2 separate regions of the Mus musculus genome follow, and region 1 is linked to region 2. The links are chromatin contacts, called in public promoter capture Hi-C maps. All regions are on one chromosome and are shown on one strand. Each heading gives the region's core, a stretch centred on a gene start, on an enhancer-like site or on the middle of the called end of the contact. The rest is flanking DNA. Distances are from core to core; before and after follow the strand shown. Region 1 holds the start of Dhx33 (DEAH (Asp-Glu-Ala-His) box polypeptide 33). Region 2 holds the start of Phf23 (PHD finger protein 23).

What was found. Capture Hi-C pulls out chosen DNA fragments and counts their contacts.
Region 1: a contact with region 2 is called in a promoter capture Hi-C map of adipose tissue. The contact joins the promoter of Dhx33 here to the promoter of Phf23 in region 2. A contact is called at or near these places in 2 of 39 promoter capture datasets (the C10 cell line and pre-B cells) and 3 of 9 other capture datasets (adipose tissue, liver and pancreatic islet).

The regions. Positions count from the first base shown.
Region 1 is chr11:71,001,155-71,008,762 of GRCm38.p6, forward strand. It overlaps Dhx33 (DEAH (Asp-Glu-Ala-His) box polypeptide 33), which reads right to left and starts at 3,278. Exons shown (of 12, transcript NM_178367.4): 1 at 2,963-3,278; 2 at 365-525. The coding sequence starts at 3,224. Derl2 (Der1-like domain family, member 2) reads right to left here. Exons shown (of 7, transcript NM_033562.4): 7 at 6,286-7,608.
Region 2 is chr11:69,989,643-69,997,533 of GRCm38.p6, forward strand. It overlaps Phf23 (PHD finger protein 23), which reads left to right and starts at 6,124. Exons shown (of 5, transcript NM_030064.4): 1 at 6,124-6,411. The coding sequence starts at 6,378. Gabarap (gamma-aminobutyric acid receptor associated protein) reads left to right here and starts at 1,728. Exons shown (of 4, transcript NM_019749.4): 1 at 1,728-2,160; 2 at 2,723-2,801; 3 at 2,940-3,058; 4 at 4,817-5,307. The coding sequence starts at 2,071. The coding sequence ends at 4,882. Ctdnep1 (CTD nuclear envelope phosphatase 1) reads left to right here. Exons shown (of 8, transcript NM_026017.2): 8 at 335-959. The coding sequence ends at 395.

The sequences.
Region 1 (7,608 bases), core at 2,028-4,527, 1.0 Mb after region 2:
GCTGCCGACTGTAAGTCATCAATAAATTCCTTTACTATCTAGAGACTGTCCATAAGTTCTGTGACTCTAGAGAACCCTGACTAATACATAACCTAAATAGCAGTGGCTATTTATTTACTTAAAAGAAGCAAGCTGCTCAACTAGGTATTGTGGCACACCCTGCAATCGCAGCATGCAGAAGGCTAAGGCAGAAGGACTGAGAACTCAGGGTACCAGGCCAGTTTGTGCTACATACTGAGTCAACATAACGATGTGGGTGGGAGGGGGAGGCAGAGAAAGAACTTGTTCGGAAAAATAAAAGGCTGGAGCACAGTGGGTGCTGGCTACTTAAACAGTACTCATAGCAAGTAACACAATGAGGTACCAGCTTCCCGAGTTCTGTCCTCTTCTCATCTGAGACTCTGGTGGCAAGAGAGATGGCAGCCACTCGACGGGGCTGGGTCACAGCGATGATGCCCTGGCGGCTAATTCCCCCTTCATAGAGGTACTGTGGGATCTGAGTTGTTTTCCCAGAGCCAGTTTCCCCTAGGAGAGAAGAGAAACTCTTATTCAAATGAGACTAAGGGAAACCAACAGCTCACAGTCAGGAAAAACAAAATCTTAAAAGGAAACACTGAGTTGCTAAGCCTCAGGCAAATGGGCACCTGGGAGGTGGCTGGCGAACAGTCACTGTCACTCTTTCCCCGGAGGCCCAATCACATTTCAAACACTTTTAGAATGGGCTGGACATGGTGACAAGTGCGCTTAATCACAGCAGACAGAGATAGGAGGATCTTTTTGAGTTCTAGGTCAGCTTGGTCTACACAGTCAGTTCCAGGACAGCCAGAGCTACATAATAGACAGACTGTCAAACAAACTGTTCATATACTTTGGCTCCAAATTCCACTTGCCGAAATTGAGTCTAAGAAAACAAACATGTTTTAATTTAATTTGCCCCATGATAGCAAAAACAAAATGAAAAACAAAACAAAAACCCCAATCAAAACTGGAAACATGTATAATGGTAGGTAACTGGTGTAGTTACAACAGATGAGATACGACAGTCATATAGCTTGATAAAAACTGATACGACGAGATGTCCATTCATAGACTGCTCGCCCTTTGCTCTGGCTGCTGCTTGCTGCTCTCGTCAAACCTTCTGCCTCTGTATACCCTACTGTGGGTACAATACCTACCTGCCTCACTAACTGGCAAGTTCAAGGATGAGTCAGCCTGCAAGCTCTCACCCTCTGGGCTGTACCAGGGGGCCTCATCTCTAGGATCCTTAGTGCCTGCTTCATCTCTCTCCTAGCACTGATTATTCCAAACAGTACAGAAGTATTTTTTCTTTGTTTGTTTTTCAAGACAGGGTTTCTCTGTATAGTCCTTGCTGTCCTGGAACTCACTCTGTAGACCAGGCTGGCCTCGAACTCAGAAATCCCCCTGCCTCTGCCTCCCAAGTGCTGGGATTAAAGGCGTACACCACCACGCCTGGTTCAAACAGTACAGAAGTACTTAAATGTTTCTGCCCTAATTCCAGAGGGCAGACGCTCTCTTCATAGGCTTAAACACTGCACAGAGCAAGCACTCAATGAAGGCTGTTTCCTGTGTATGTCTGTTGGTACCTCTAAAAGCACCTGATTAGAACAACTCAGGAAACTTGCACACCCTTCTTTGCCATGGCTTATCCTCTTTAACAGGTCCATGAGTCTTACATTTTCTTCCAGCTCCCGGCCTGCTTCTGACCACTCACCTTTCCAGACTTAGCCAAGGCTCTCAGACCAAGAATCTGATTATCCTGCATTTTCCTACTGAACCCTCCACACAACCTCAGACATAGATCAATGCCTCTTGTGCATCTTTCCCACTCCTATTCCAGGGCAACTGACTATTGCTAAAATAGAATATGCCAGCCATACAAACAGAGGGACAAAATTCACCTGGGCATCAGCTTTACAGTCCATCTTGTTCCTGTTTTTGCAGCCTGTCTTCCGTCTCCATCTCCCCAAAAGCCTACTTGAGGCTCTGGAACTTTTGTTTTCCTCAGAACTCTTGGATCTTCTCAAATGTGACTTCAAAAGAGACAGCCTTTCTCCTGTGCCAGGTGGGCTCTCCATAACTCCTGATGCCCGGCACTGCGCCCCCATCTCTGAAATTTCCTAAACTTTGATCCATTAGTTCTATCTATCTTCAGTGTCCTCTCTGCTCAGTTCGCCAAAATCTGTGACTATTTACAAGTGCCTCAGCTTCCCTTGGTTGGCCAAAGCAGAAACCTGTTTCCACTGCCTTCATTCTTTCACCTCCTAATTACTCCTCAGTCCAACGCCAGATCTGTTCTTAAAGTTATTTTGAAAAAATTCTTAGTGGGAGTTGCAATCAATACTACATATCCAACGTGCACTCCCACGCCCCACCATGTCTACATATTGTTATGGAACTTCCCTCCTTAGCACTCTATTCCACTGACTGCCAGTACTCCAGTCTCTTTCTCGCTTATGACATTCCTTCGGGAACTCCTCTATCGTCAATACTGTAGCAAAGCCACTAGAAGTCAGTCCCTGCCTTCGAACACTGCCAAGTTCTTCTCGTACACAAGAAATTGGTTCTCGCCAACTGAATTCTTTCTGGCGCCAGTCTCTCCGTCCTCGCTTAGAATGCCGGTCCCCAGGGACCCGCTCCGCAGCTGCCTCCTCAAAAGCCTTGGTGAGGCCCATCCTGCAAAGCTCTCTGAGAGCCTCCGATATGCTCCCCACGCCTCGTCACGGAAGGCGAATATCCTCAAACTCACAGAGCGCGGTCAGCGCCGGCAGGGTAACTCTGTCCGCCTCTTTCCAGAGGTCCCTGTCCACACCGGGCACTGAAACCCTTTCAAGTTTGTGGAAGAAACCAACGCAAAGAAAGTGAGAAGCCCCTAAGAAACCCCGCCCTCGTGCACAGAGCCAGGGATCTAGAGCAAGGAAGATCCACCAAAGCCGCCACTCACCGATGAGGACCGCGTTGTCCAGGTTTCGGAGCTGAGCCAATAGCTGCCCCCGCGCCCGGAAGATGGGCAGACTCCGGCGCTGCAGCTCCAGGGCCTCGCGGTAGGGACTGGCCGAAGGCTGGGCCAGCGGCGGCGTCTGCCTCCGGCCTCCTCCAGCTCCGCCGCCGCCGCCAGCCGTCAACAGCATCACTACTCGTCTCCCGGGAGGGCAGGAGCCCGGCCGGAATCTCTTAGCGGGCGGGAGGCTCGCCTCCTCCGGCATGTCGGGAGGACCGCGGCCGGAGGCAGGGACGCAGACAGTTCCGCTCGGCTGGGGACAGCAAGCGCGCACCGCCCCTTTCTCGCCACGTGCAGGCGTGCTGGGCGACCACCGATGACCTCACAGCCGCCTCCTGCCTTGAGGAAAGGAACTGCAATTCCCAGCATGCGCTGTGCATTTACATCCTGTGAGAGCAAGGTCGGAGGTGCGACCGAAAAAACGGCCCGAGTAACAACAGGGGACGATAGCTGTGTGGTTCCCTAGGGTCTTGTTGCGTAATGACGTTGTCCTAAACTCTCATTTCTATCCAATAAAAATGACTGTCCCATCTCGGGCTCCAACAATAGTCACGTTTTAAGGCAATTACTTATTTCTGTAAATCTAACGAGGAACACAAACATTTACTCTTCTAAACAATGTACGTTTTAAGGTACCCACTGGTAGCTCCGATTTATAAATGTAGAAAGTGAAATTTTCTGAGACTAAAGTCATTTCGGATGCTGCAAAGAATTTTGAAAATGCTACTAGTGAGTATCTTCAGTTACGGAAAGGTGAATTCTATGATTCTGATATCATGTAATTTCCCCACAAAGTGATAGGCTCAAAAAATACAAGCAGAAATAAAAAAGAAAATGAGTGGAACTAAAATTGCCTTAACTCACCTCCCAGTCATTCCTACTAGATTTTCAATCTTTACACAGCTTTTCAGCCCTATTGTATACACCTTAATCAGTGCGAGTATTCACTACTCCTGCAGAAAACTTGTACATAACCAGTTCTTCCTTCCTGTTCAATTACAAGCTCTTAGATGCTTTGCTAATTCAACACAGAAAGACAGGCACAGAGTGAATGGGTGGTTACCTTTGCTTTTTCATCTTTGGAGGGTGTGGGCGTTTTGTTTGGGAGTATGTTCCTGCACTACTTGCTTGCAATGCTCACATGGAGGTCAGAAGAGGGTGTTGGATTCCCTGGAATTGGAGTTACAGCCAGTTGAGCCTCCATGTGTTTGGAACCCGTAGGGTTCTCAGTGCCCTCGCTGTCCCCGATTGTGTTTCTTTTTTTTTTTTTTTTAAAGATTTATTTATTTATTTATTATATGTAAGTACACTGTAGCTGTCCTCAGACACTCCAGAAGAGGGAGTCAGATCTTATTGGTTGGATGGTTGTGAGCCACCATGTGGTTGCTGGGATTTGAACTTCCAACCTTTGGAAGAGCAGTCGGGTGCTCTTACCCACTGAGCCATCTCACCAGCCCCCGGATTGTGTTTCTTATACAGAATGTGGCGTTCTATAATTCTCAACTCATGTGAAGGCTATCCATCAAATTTGGTATGCAGACCTGTTTTTTTTTTGTTTGTTTTGTAAAAAAAAAAAAAAAAAAAAACCCAGATGTGAATCTGTCTGTTGTGGAATCCGGTATGGCCTGTGGCTTTGGTCCTGTTGAGATGCTTTAAAGCCTTTTAAAGAATATCTGGGTCCCCCGTGAAACTTTACTACACGCAGGTTTACCAGGAAATTTGGGTAGGAATGGGATTAATGACTCTCATCTTTTACTAAGTCAGCCCATTCAAGATGAATCATGTCAGCTAAACTTACACTGTTAGATGAGAACACGGAACATCTCTGTATAGTTATCTAAATAACATTTACAATATGACCTTAATAAATGTATCTAAGAAGCAAAAAAACAAGCAAACAAACACCCCCAAATCCCAGTTATAGTTTTTATTTAGCTTCTGACAGTACACTAGGGGTTACTAAAAAATGTGTGTGTTTAGGATGTACACGAAGAATGTACTGACTTGGGAATGGAGACAGGGCTTGGGGTTAAGAATGCTCACTGTTGAGAGAACTCAAATTTGTTCCCTCACACCCATGCCAGGCAGCTCACCATCTCCTGAAACCCCTGCCCTAGAAGATCCCGTACCTCTAACCTCAAGGTAACCCAAACTTATGTGCACATACCTATATAAAGACACATATAAGTACATGTAATTTTAAATAGTAAAAACAAATCTTACAAAGAATAAGTTGACATGTTTTCCACGCGCCTCCCCCCACCCCCATGTTGATTTAGGAAGGCAAGCAAACCCTTAAAAGAAAAATAACTTATGTCAAGTTATGGGCCTTGAGTAAACAAAATAATAGGTAGCTGCACATTCGAAGCAACCCAACGTGGGAGTATTATAAATTACAGGAGTCCAAATAGGCCATCTGAGTGAGTGAAATCACCTCTTGGTAAGTAAAACACCTCTTTAAAAAAACATACATTGTGTGTGTGTGAGTGAAAGAGAGAAGCGGGGGGAAGGTCAGAGAACAAATCATGGCAGTTGCTTCTCTCCTGCTATGTGGTGGCCTAGGGATTGAAATCTGGTCTTTAGGCTTGGTGGTGTTATTACCTCTGGAGGCATCGGACACCCCCCCCCGCCCCCCCGCAAAGTCCACTTATCTAGAAGCACTCACTAATCATATGCAACAGTTATCATGCAAGCATTTTTTTTTTAAGAACAAGAAAAGAAAAACAAAAATTTTGGTGTTTTTAAAGTATTGGCTCAGAGTTTGTTTGTTTTTTTTTTTTAAGGTGGAGATAAAACCTAACACTTTTGTAAGGAACTCATTCCTGGTAACCCATTTACTCAGCAGTAAAATGATCAGAGTTGGAAACTTAAATCTTTCCCTGCATGTTGCTCACTTGCCCTTCAGTGGCGGTCTGAAATCTGTTGCCCCTCCAAAAAACTCTCTTGTGGCTCAGTGGCTTTCATATTGAGAAGCTCACATACTAAGCATTCAAAAGAATATTCTGATTATTCCTCCAAAAGATGATCTGTCAGACACATTTCACTCTTATCTGAGGTGGCCAAGTCTGTCGAAGTAACTCCCTGGTCCGACCATGACCCTACCAGCTCACGGTCTCCTCCGATTGCAAGGCCACCAAATCATTGCTCCTCAATCAAGGTCAGTTTTGTTCCATCCTGTTTCCAGAAAGAATATTAAACCTTAGCAATCAGGTCCAAGTTTGGATACATACACATCGATTCTTTCATAATTAAAAATACAAGATAATAGTTTGCTGATCAATAAACAAAGTATTTATTCAGCACCCATGTGCCAAGCACAGTGCTAGGCACTGTGGTGGATACAAAAATTAAGACATAGTCCCTGCCCTTAAGGAGCTTACATTCTCATGAGGGGAACAAAACTAACATACATGTAGCAGCTAAGAACAGTACAAGACAATATATGATTTGGTATAGGAATTTTAGCACAGATTTGAAGCTTCATAAGGATTTAAAGAAGACAGTGAAATAGGCCTTAGTTTTAAGAGTTTAGTGTCAAGGTCTTGAAGAAACTTAAATCGACGTTCCTGCAAGGGAGAAGTAGGAGCAAGGTTCAGAGAAAAGACACAAAATATGCATTTGATAAGGGCTAAGACGTGATTGCAGACTTCGGAACAGAGCGGCTGAACGAGACAAGCAAGGTTCAAGAACTTGAATCAAACTCAAAACAGTAAGTAGTTTAGTCATCCCGAGAGGATGGAAGGGCAGGATCTTAGCTAACACAGATAGAACTCACCCGAGAAAGGAAATTATAGCCACAAAATAAACAGTGGCCGAAGGCATGACAATTCTAGGAAGCATGTTATGCCAACATGCCAATAGCTCCAATGTTTCCTAATTCCTCCCAGAGGACTCTAGAGACAGTGTTATGGTTCCATTTCAAGATCCAGGATGTGGACGCTTTGCCTCACGCAAGTACAAAAGAAATATAAAAGACAGGAGGACACAGAGGGACAGAAAAAGAAGTGGAAGAAACAAGTAAAAATTCATAGTGAAAAAAACACACCAAAGTATATAAAATCTATCTCCTATGGAGATGCAATTGGCATGTCCATTCATTTTTAAATGAACATATACTGTATTCCTGTAACAACGAAACAAAATGCCCTATGCTTTAGGTGTGCTTTTCGGATATTTCTGATACAATCAATCCAGGAAATGGCTCAAACTGTATTCATGTAAGTTTAAGCGGTCACAGAATCCCATAATGCAATCTCACTTTTCTGCTGACTCATATCGCAAAAAGGAAGTGTGTTTTGGAAGAATTGGAATTGAGAGGTTGGCTGGGGAAGTGAGGACTTTCCCTTGTGTCCCAGTGAGCACAGGGATCTTGCCAAACAACACAGGGCCAGGGACCTGCCAAACTACTAAGAGGCCAAGTGACTGAAATCAGCACTGCCAGGAGACAGTGTGTCACACAGCATGGTGTTCTACCACTAGGAATTCACACCCTAACAATAATCCAAAATATATTTTCTGTTTTCAGTCACTAATATGTATAGGTATTCACTGTTTAAAATGAAAATAGCTGGTGGAGAGATTTTAGAATT
Region 2 (7,891 bases), core at 4,874-7,373:
GCTTGGAACTTGCTTTTACCTCTCAAGTGCTGTGATTACAGGAGTACACTATCAAAACTGGCAATGCTTGGGTTGCCAAGAAAAAGAGGGCGGGGGTGGGGTGGGGAGCGGGTTAAGAACTGAAAAAAAGTCATTCAGAGTCTAAGTGTTTGGGCCAGGTCTTCTTACTCCAGTTGTCATTGTTTGTGGCCTTTTGGCTTCTATCAGATTCAACCTCTGTCACTGTGTGAAAGTGGTATCAAGTTCTGTTCTGTCCAGTGAGACTCCGTTGTGCTAGTGTTGTGAGGGTGTCAACTATAAGGTATTTCACCAACACCAGTTACTGTCATTTCAGGTTCACTGCTGATGTCCGATCGGTGCTGAGCCGAAACCTTCACCAACATAGGCTCTGGTGACAGCTGCTCCCCCTCCACCTGAGTTGGGGTGGAGGGGAAAGGGAGGGAGAGTTCTTGGGACACCGTCTGTTGCCCTGTCCAATGTGAGGACTGCCTGGGCAGAGTCTGCCCCTCCCACCCCTCTGCCCTGGGAGCCCTACACTCCACTTATGGAGTCTGGATGGACACATGGGCCAGACCGTGAAGCAGCCTCACTCTGGGTTCACACTCCGTGGAAATGCCAGACTGGGACAGGCGAAGGCCTAGAGGAGCCGAAACAGTCTGGTGAAGAGGCAGGACTGGCCAGAGTGACAGACATATCCCAGAGGCTCAAAAGAAGCCAATTCAACTTTGTTGTGATTTGATTTTTTTAAAAACTCTTATACAAAACTGATCTAATTCTTCACTCCTGCTCCAAGGGCTGGGCTGTGGGTGGGGACTGGGGTTTCGGGCCACTGGATCCTCCTCAGACTTGTCCCCCCCTTACTTTTCCTCATTTTTTTTCTTTCCCCAATCCCCCATACCTGTAATCGGCTCCTTTCTTCTTTCCTCTTTTAAACCATGCATTATAACTTTGAAACCAAAGCTGCCCTAGACCCTTCTCTGATGTTTTTGGAAATGGAGGGAACTTTGTTGACATCTGCTCTGTCCTTGAAGCAGAGGGAGAAGATGCTGTTTGGAGTTGGGGGGAAGTGGGATTTAGCACAGGGATAAAGTAGTTTATGTTCAGTGTTCGGCAGGAAAGGCCCCACTGACTGGATGGAGTCCCTGATGGACAGTGGACCAACAACTTTAAAGTAGGATATAGAAGGCTAAAGAGGGAAAACTCTAGAACCCTGGAAGGGCATACAGCTGGAGAAAGGCTGGGCTTGTCTGGGAAGTTGACGTGGACAGGCTAAGAGGGCGCTGCCTACGAGGTGTTGGCACTCCAGCAGTAACCTGGGGCGGAACCCTCTTTCCTGGCACCTCCTCTCCAGAGCCGGGACTACTTTTCGCCACCCGCCACGTGATTCTCCGCCCTTTTCTGAGGTCACATGATTTTATCTACACTCAGAAATGTGTTCCTCCGCTCTGGTGTAGTCCTTATCTTTGGGGCTTTTGCAGTTTCTCTTGGTTCACATAAGCCTGAGCCTTGAGCATTCCCTGGGTGTCTGCAAACCTCTTTCCTTTCTGTCTTATGGTGTCCATATCCACAGCTTGGGTACTACTTTGTTTTGGTGTCAACGGCCACCTTCAGCGTAGAAACACGTCTCATGAAATCCTAGACTTGTAATTGTCTGCCTTTCCCCAACGTAATTTCCGAGAACTGCAGAACTAAATCTCATGACTGCCACTGGGTACCAGTTTCGTCCTCAACTTTGTACTGTGGGAAAGGGTTTTTCAGTTCACTCGAAACAACAGCAACCTTATCTGCGATGTCATATGTGTAACCCACAAGTTGATTCCAAAGCAGTTACGCTGAAGGCGTAAGAGGACCAGGCTACGGGTTGCGCTAGCAAGCTGAGCTAGTGGCGTATGTTAGCAGGCGGGGCCGGTCCGATGGTCGGGGGCGGGGTTGATGAATAGGGAAGTGGCGCAAATTCGTGGATCGCTCCGCCAAGTCTGTTCGTCGAAGCCGCCTCCGCCGCCGCCCCCTGTCCCGGCCCCCCCCCTGGGTTCCCTCAGCCCAGCTCGGTCCAGCCCGGTTCTCGGGAGAATGAAGTTCGTGTACAAAGAGGAGCATCCGTTCGAGAAGCGCCGCTCTGAGGGCGAGAAAATCCGAAAGAAATACCCAGACCGGGTCCCGGTAAGGACAGTAGCCAGGGCCCAGGCTAGCGTCGCTGACGCTGTCGCCACAGGCTATGCTTGAGTCTGGGAAAGCTGAAGTCAGGCTCTGTCTGTCGTGGGGTTAGAACTCTGTTGTCTCTGGTACCAGAGGTCTCTCACCTGAAGTAGAGCTGGGGACTAAGATGTGGACGGGAGAGAGAGATCAGGGTATTTCTCAGAATAGAGGCCTTAGTGAGCTTGACAACCCAGAGTTTCCATGGCCATCCTCCCAACTAGCTAGATTTAATGTAGATTTTTGACCCAAACAAGTCATCCTGTATTCTCTGGTGAAAATAGTTATTGTGATGCGCCGTTCTAGGATCAGTTCTCAATATTTAGGTAAGAGTGAGGCCAGGAGCTTTGGACCTAATGCTGTGTGCACCACGTATATAAGGATAACTAGAGAAATGAGATTCCAGTAGGTTTCAGTAAAAGGGAATATTGTATGTTGAGTTCTTCATCGATATAGCAGCATATATATGTGTATGTATGTATATATATATATATATATATTCATTTTTCTCATTCTTACCTTTTATCAGGTGATAGTGGAAAAAGCCCCCAAAGCTCGGATAGGAGACCTGGACAAAAAGAAATACCTGGTGCCTTCTGATCTTACAGGTGAGGGCTTGACCTGTGGTGCACGTTTCTTTCTGTGGGTGGGCCTGCCAACTCTGTGGGAGGAGGCTTCACCTGGCAGCTGTTCTCTGGAGGCGCCTACGACCTCTGTGACTTGCTTGCATCTCCTGTTTTTGGCAGTTGGTCAATTCTACTTCTTGATCCGGAAGCGAATTCATCTCCGTGCTGAAGATGCCTTGTTTTTCTTTGTCAACAATGTCATTCCACCCACCAGTGCCACGATGGGTCAGCTGTACCAGGTACAGTACCTTGGAAGGAACGGTAGTGTTTGGAGAGGAAAGTAAAGGCCAGCGGTCGCTGCTGGCTAACTTTAAAATGTCAGTACAGCCCTGCCGTGGGATCTTACTAGCGCTGAGAATAGGGAGGAGTATGAACTGGTGGAGTTGTTCTGACTGGGACTTACTACCTAAGTGAGTCTCTCCAAGAGTCCCAGATGTCAAAGAATAGATTGCGTTTGAGGAGTGGTGGTTGTTGTTGTTACTTTCTGTTCGTTTTCTTTAGGAGACAGGGCTTCTCTGTATAATCCTGGCTGTCCTGGAATCCCCTCTGTAGACCAGGTTGGCCTCTAAACTCCCAGAGACCCACTTGTTTCTGCCTCCCTAGGGCTGGGCTTAACAAAAGGTGTGCGCCACCACTGCCCTAAACTTGACACACAGACCAGGCTGACCTCAGACTCAGAGAGCTTCCTGCTTATGCCTCTTGAGTGCTGGTGTTAGAGTTGTTATAAGTCCTCATCCTGAATGGTGACACATACCTTTGATCCTTTAAATCCAAAGCACAGCTGTTTCTGCACACAGTTTTAATCCGATCATCCAGGAGTCAGAGGCTGGTGGGTCTCTTTTGAGTTTGAGTCTATCCTGATTAGTCAGAGATACTTAGTAGTGAGACCCTGTCTCAAAAAAAAAAATAATAAATAAATAAATAAAAATAAAAATAAAACAATCAAAAATAAAAATCCCCAAATTAAAAACCCTCAAAACCACTGAACGTGGGGCATGATCATGCACAGCTTCAGTCCCAGCACTGTGGAAGCAGAGGAAGGTAGAGGCCGAGGCAGCAGTATCAAGTTGGAAGTTGTTGACTACATAGTATAGTGAGTTTGAGGTCAGCCTCTTTTTTTTTTGTTTGTTTTTTGTTTTTTTGAGACAGGGTTTCTTTGTATAGCCCTGGCTGTCCTAGAACTCACTTTGTAGACCAGGCTGGCCTTGAACTCAGAAATCCGTCTGCCTCTGCCTCCCGAGTGCTGGGATTAAAGGCGTGTGCCACCACACCGGGCAGTGAGGTCAGCCTTTTTCTTTCTTTCTTTCTTTCTTTCTTTCTTTCTTTCTTTCTTTCTTTCTTTCTTTCTTTCTTTTTTTTTTTTTTTTTTTCAGAGACAGGGTTTCTCTGTAAAGCCCTGGCTGTCCTGGAACTCACTTTGTAGACCAGGCTGGCCTCGAACTCAGAAATCCACCTGCCTCTGCCTCCCAAGTGCTGGGATTAAAGGCTTGCGCTTCCAAGCCCAGCTTGTTTTTGTTTTTGTTTTTGTTTGTTTTGTTTTGTTTTGTTTTGTTTTGTTTTTTGAGACATAGTCTTTCTGTGTAGCCCTGGCTGTTCTGGAGCTCACTCTGTAGACCAGGCTGGTTTCTAACTCACAGAGTTCTGCCTGCCTCTGCCTCCAGAGCATTGGGATTGAAGGTGTGCACCACTACCACCCAGTCCAAGTCAGCCTTTCCTATAGGAGAGAGATAAAATAGGAATGATTGCTTTTCTTTTATTCCTTCTGTACTAGGGACCACGTTTAGTGCCTACTGTTGCTTACAGATGATCTGTATCTTCAAATCTATTTTGAGTCCGGTTCTTAAGTTGCCTTGGTAGCCTTTACCTTTCGGCCCTTTCCTGCATCTGAAATTACCAGGCAATGCTTAAAGTGGTTCTTGAGGAATTGAGGTATTGGTGGTGAATGGTTGAGTAACGAGTTCCCTTAACCTCCCCCCCCCCTTTTGCATTTACTTCAGGAACACCATGAAGAAGACTTCTTTCTATACATTGCCTACAGTGATGAAAGCGTCTATGGTCTGTGAAGCTGCTGTACCTGAGGTGGGGGGTTCCATTCTACGAAGAGAGGTGGCGCTCCTTCCTTGACATCCAGTTCCTCCTTCAGGCTCAAACACCACCTCCTTTCTTCAGGACCTGCACTTAATGTTTGAGGCTGTCTCTCCAGTCCCTCTCAGCAGGAGGGGTAATGGTAGATACAGCCTCCATACATCTCTTTCTCCCCTTGTTTACCCTCCATTCCCACTCTGATTTAGACTTCTTGATTGTCGATCTCTGTCACATCCGATGATTGTTTTGGTTTCTATTCCCTTTCTAACTGCCCATCGGGCTCAGAACCCCAATAATCCCTTCCTTTCACTATCTTCTTTTTGGGGGGTAGGTGGAAGGGATTGACATTGGATGGGGGAGGTAGGAGGCACATCAATAAAAAGGAAACCACCGAGCTGAATTGAATTTGCCCTGTGTCATTCCACCTCCTGGTTTTTTGTTTCAAGTATCGTGAACTTCAGTAGTGGGAAAGGGGAAGGATTGAGGTATAGATCAGTGAAATAGAAACGCGTTGTTGATGTTGGTAATTTCCTGTTTTTTAGTGAGTGGAATAATGTGAACATTATCTCATGAAAGTTCCATTTTATTTATGTGTGTATTGGGGTGTGATGTAAACAGAGAGGTGGTGGTTGCTAGTGTGGGGAGGTATGGAGAAAGTTTGAAAGTACCATTTTTAAGTAAGAATATCCAGATGTTACTTTACATTAAAGAAGATATGTTCATGTTTGGGAGGTGGTAAAAGGACTGTCTATTACTGCTGCCACTGGCAGAGGTTGTGCCAGGGTATGGGAGTCTGTAAAGTAGAATTTGAGAGAGGGCAAATACTAGAAGGTGCCATTATTACTAGGAGAACTTCATCTCCCAGCATCCATTTCTTCTTTTGGCCGGAAGTGGGGCGGTACCCTGAGGGGGTAAAAAGAAGGTACAAAGTGAGGCAGTATGGTGGCCGAGAGTTATAATCCCTTCTTCGTCTACTTTCTTGGTCCCGCCCAGCCTACACTTCCCGGGAGTCAATGTGCACTCTTCCGCTCTTCTTCCCGCTCCCCGTTGCGTATCTCCCCGCCACTCCCCTGGTGGTGGGGGGAAGTTGTTTATTGCGCCTGCGCCAATCCGTGGCTTCCTGGGAACTGAAGTTCCGGAGGATCTTGCATACCCCTTTCCGCTGCCCCTGCACAGACTACAAATCCCTTGGTGCACTGCGCGATAGTGCCGGCGGGGAGGGGCAGAAGGGAGGGAGGAGAGAGGAGGAGGAGGAGGAGGGAGCAGGCGGCCGGCGGTGCGGGGGGAGGGGGCCCGGTCCGGGAGTGCGGGAGGCAGTGGTGGAGGGAGGTGGCGGTAGCGGAGTGGAGTCTCAACCGCGCCAAGCGGACACTTCGGTGGAGCGAGGCGGTAGAAACACGGAGCACTCAAGGCAGCACCGGGAATCCCGGCTTCGAGGAGGGGGTCGCCGGACCGGGTGGAGGGGAGGGGGCGATGCTGGAAGCCATGGCGGAGCCCAGTCCCGAAGGTAAGCACTCCATAGGCACAGAGGACAGGGAGCGGGGTGAGGATTCAATGGGCAAAGTTGGAGGTCGAGCCCCGGCACCCAACGGAGGAGTGCGGGAAAGGGGGTCGGGGCCCTGGCTCTTGAGGTGGAAGGGCGATGAGTTGAGATAGCTTGGAGAAAGAGGAGCGGGAGACTGGGTCGGGATAGTTAGACATCAGGTACAGCGTGGAGAGTGGCGGTGCGGGGTCTGAGCGCCCGAGACCCAGCTTCGGGAACTAAGGGCTGAAAAGGCCTCGGACTGCTTGGAGCTCTGAGACAGAGAGGCTGGGGGAAGCTGCTTGCCCTCCGTAGAGTTGAGGGAGCACGAAGAGGATTGAGTGAGGGGCCCGGTAGTTGGCCGAGGTGGGGGAGTTGGTGGCGGTGGCGCTTGAGCACCTCGTAGTTGCCGCCAGAGCTAGCTTGGTGATTGTTAGAGGGGTGGGCAGGTAGTTGTGGAGTGGGGAGAGGGTCTGGGTATTGTCTCCGGTAGAGAGCCCGATACCGAGGGGCAGCTGTGGGGCCGGAGAACTGGGAAGCGAGGCGAGCCCGGTACTTGTAGGGGCGGCGGGGCGAGGTGTGTGTGTGTGGGGGTTAAGACCGGCAACTTGCGCGGGTGGGGGGTTGGTCGGCCGGGGCAAGAGCTTCCGAGTTGTGGAGTGTGTATTGGGGGTAGCGGCGTCGTCAGGGGGCCTTCTGTGGAGCGGCTGGAGGGTGACCGGGGGCTAGAGTTTATGGGTCCGTAGCCTAAGGGACTCGCTGAGTCCGGGGGCGGGAGGGGGGCGGCCGGAGAAGCTCGGAACTGGGCCCGGGGGCCCGGCGGGGAGCCCGAAGAGCTCGAGACGGGGAGGGAGGGGCTAAAGCCCCGGATGGGGGCGGAGGGACAGCGAAATTGTGGGGAGCGCGGCCGCGGGGTGGGGTGGGGGTCTGGCTCCGGGCTGCAGCTCTTCGCCCGTCCCGGACGCGAAGTAGCGTTGGGGAGTGTGAGCCTGTGTGTGTTTGGGGTGGGGGTGAGGGGCGCGCCCGGCCTCGTGTTCGAGTCGAAGGGGCCCGGAGGGCGGGGAGCAGTTCAGCGTGGTCATCCTGGACCCTGGGGGCGGGCAGGCGGCTTGTGCGGTCTCGGAGGGCCCAGGGCAGTGGAGCGCGGCCGGCTGGGAACTCTGGGCTCCGGGCGCGTGTGAAGGACGGGGGCGGGCGGTGGCCTGGTCTCGCCCCGGGAGCGGTATGGCGGGGTGGGGCGCCAAGAGAGCCGAGTTGACTGGAGAGGCTGGGAGGGGGCGGGGCGCCGGGCCTCGGGGTGGGGGAAGGGGAGCGCTATAGCGAGGCCGGGGAGGGCGCCGCGCCCAGGCTCCGCCCCTTGGGGCGGAAGGGGGAGCAGGGGCGGGTCCGGCACAGCTGGGGGCTGTGGCTGGCTGGGCTAGGCGACCTCACGGTGGATGGGATTAGGTCGGGAACTCCGAGGTTT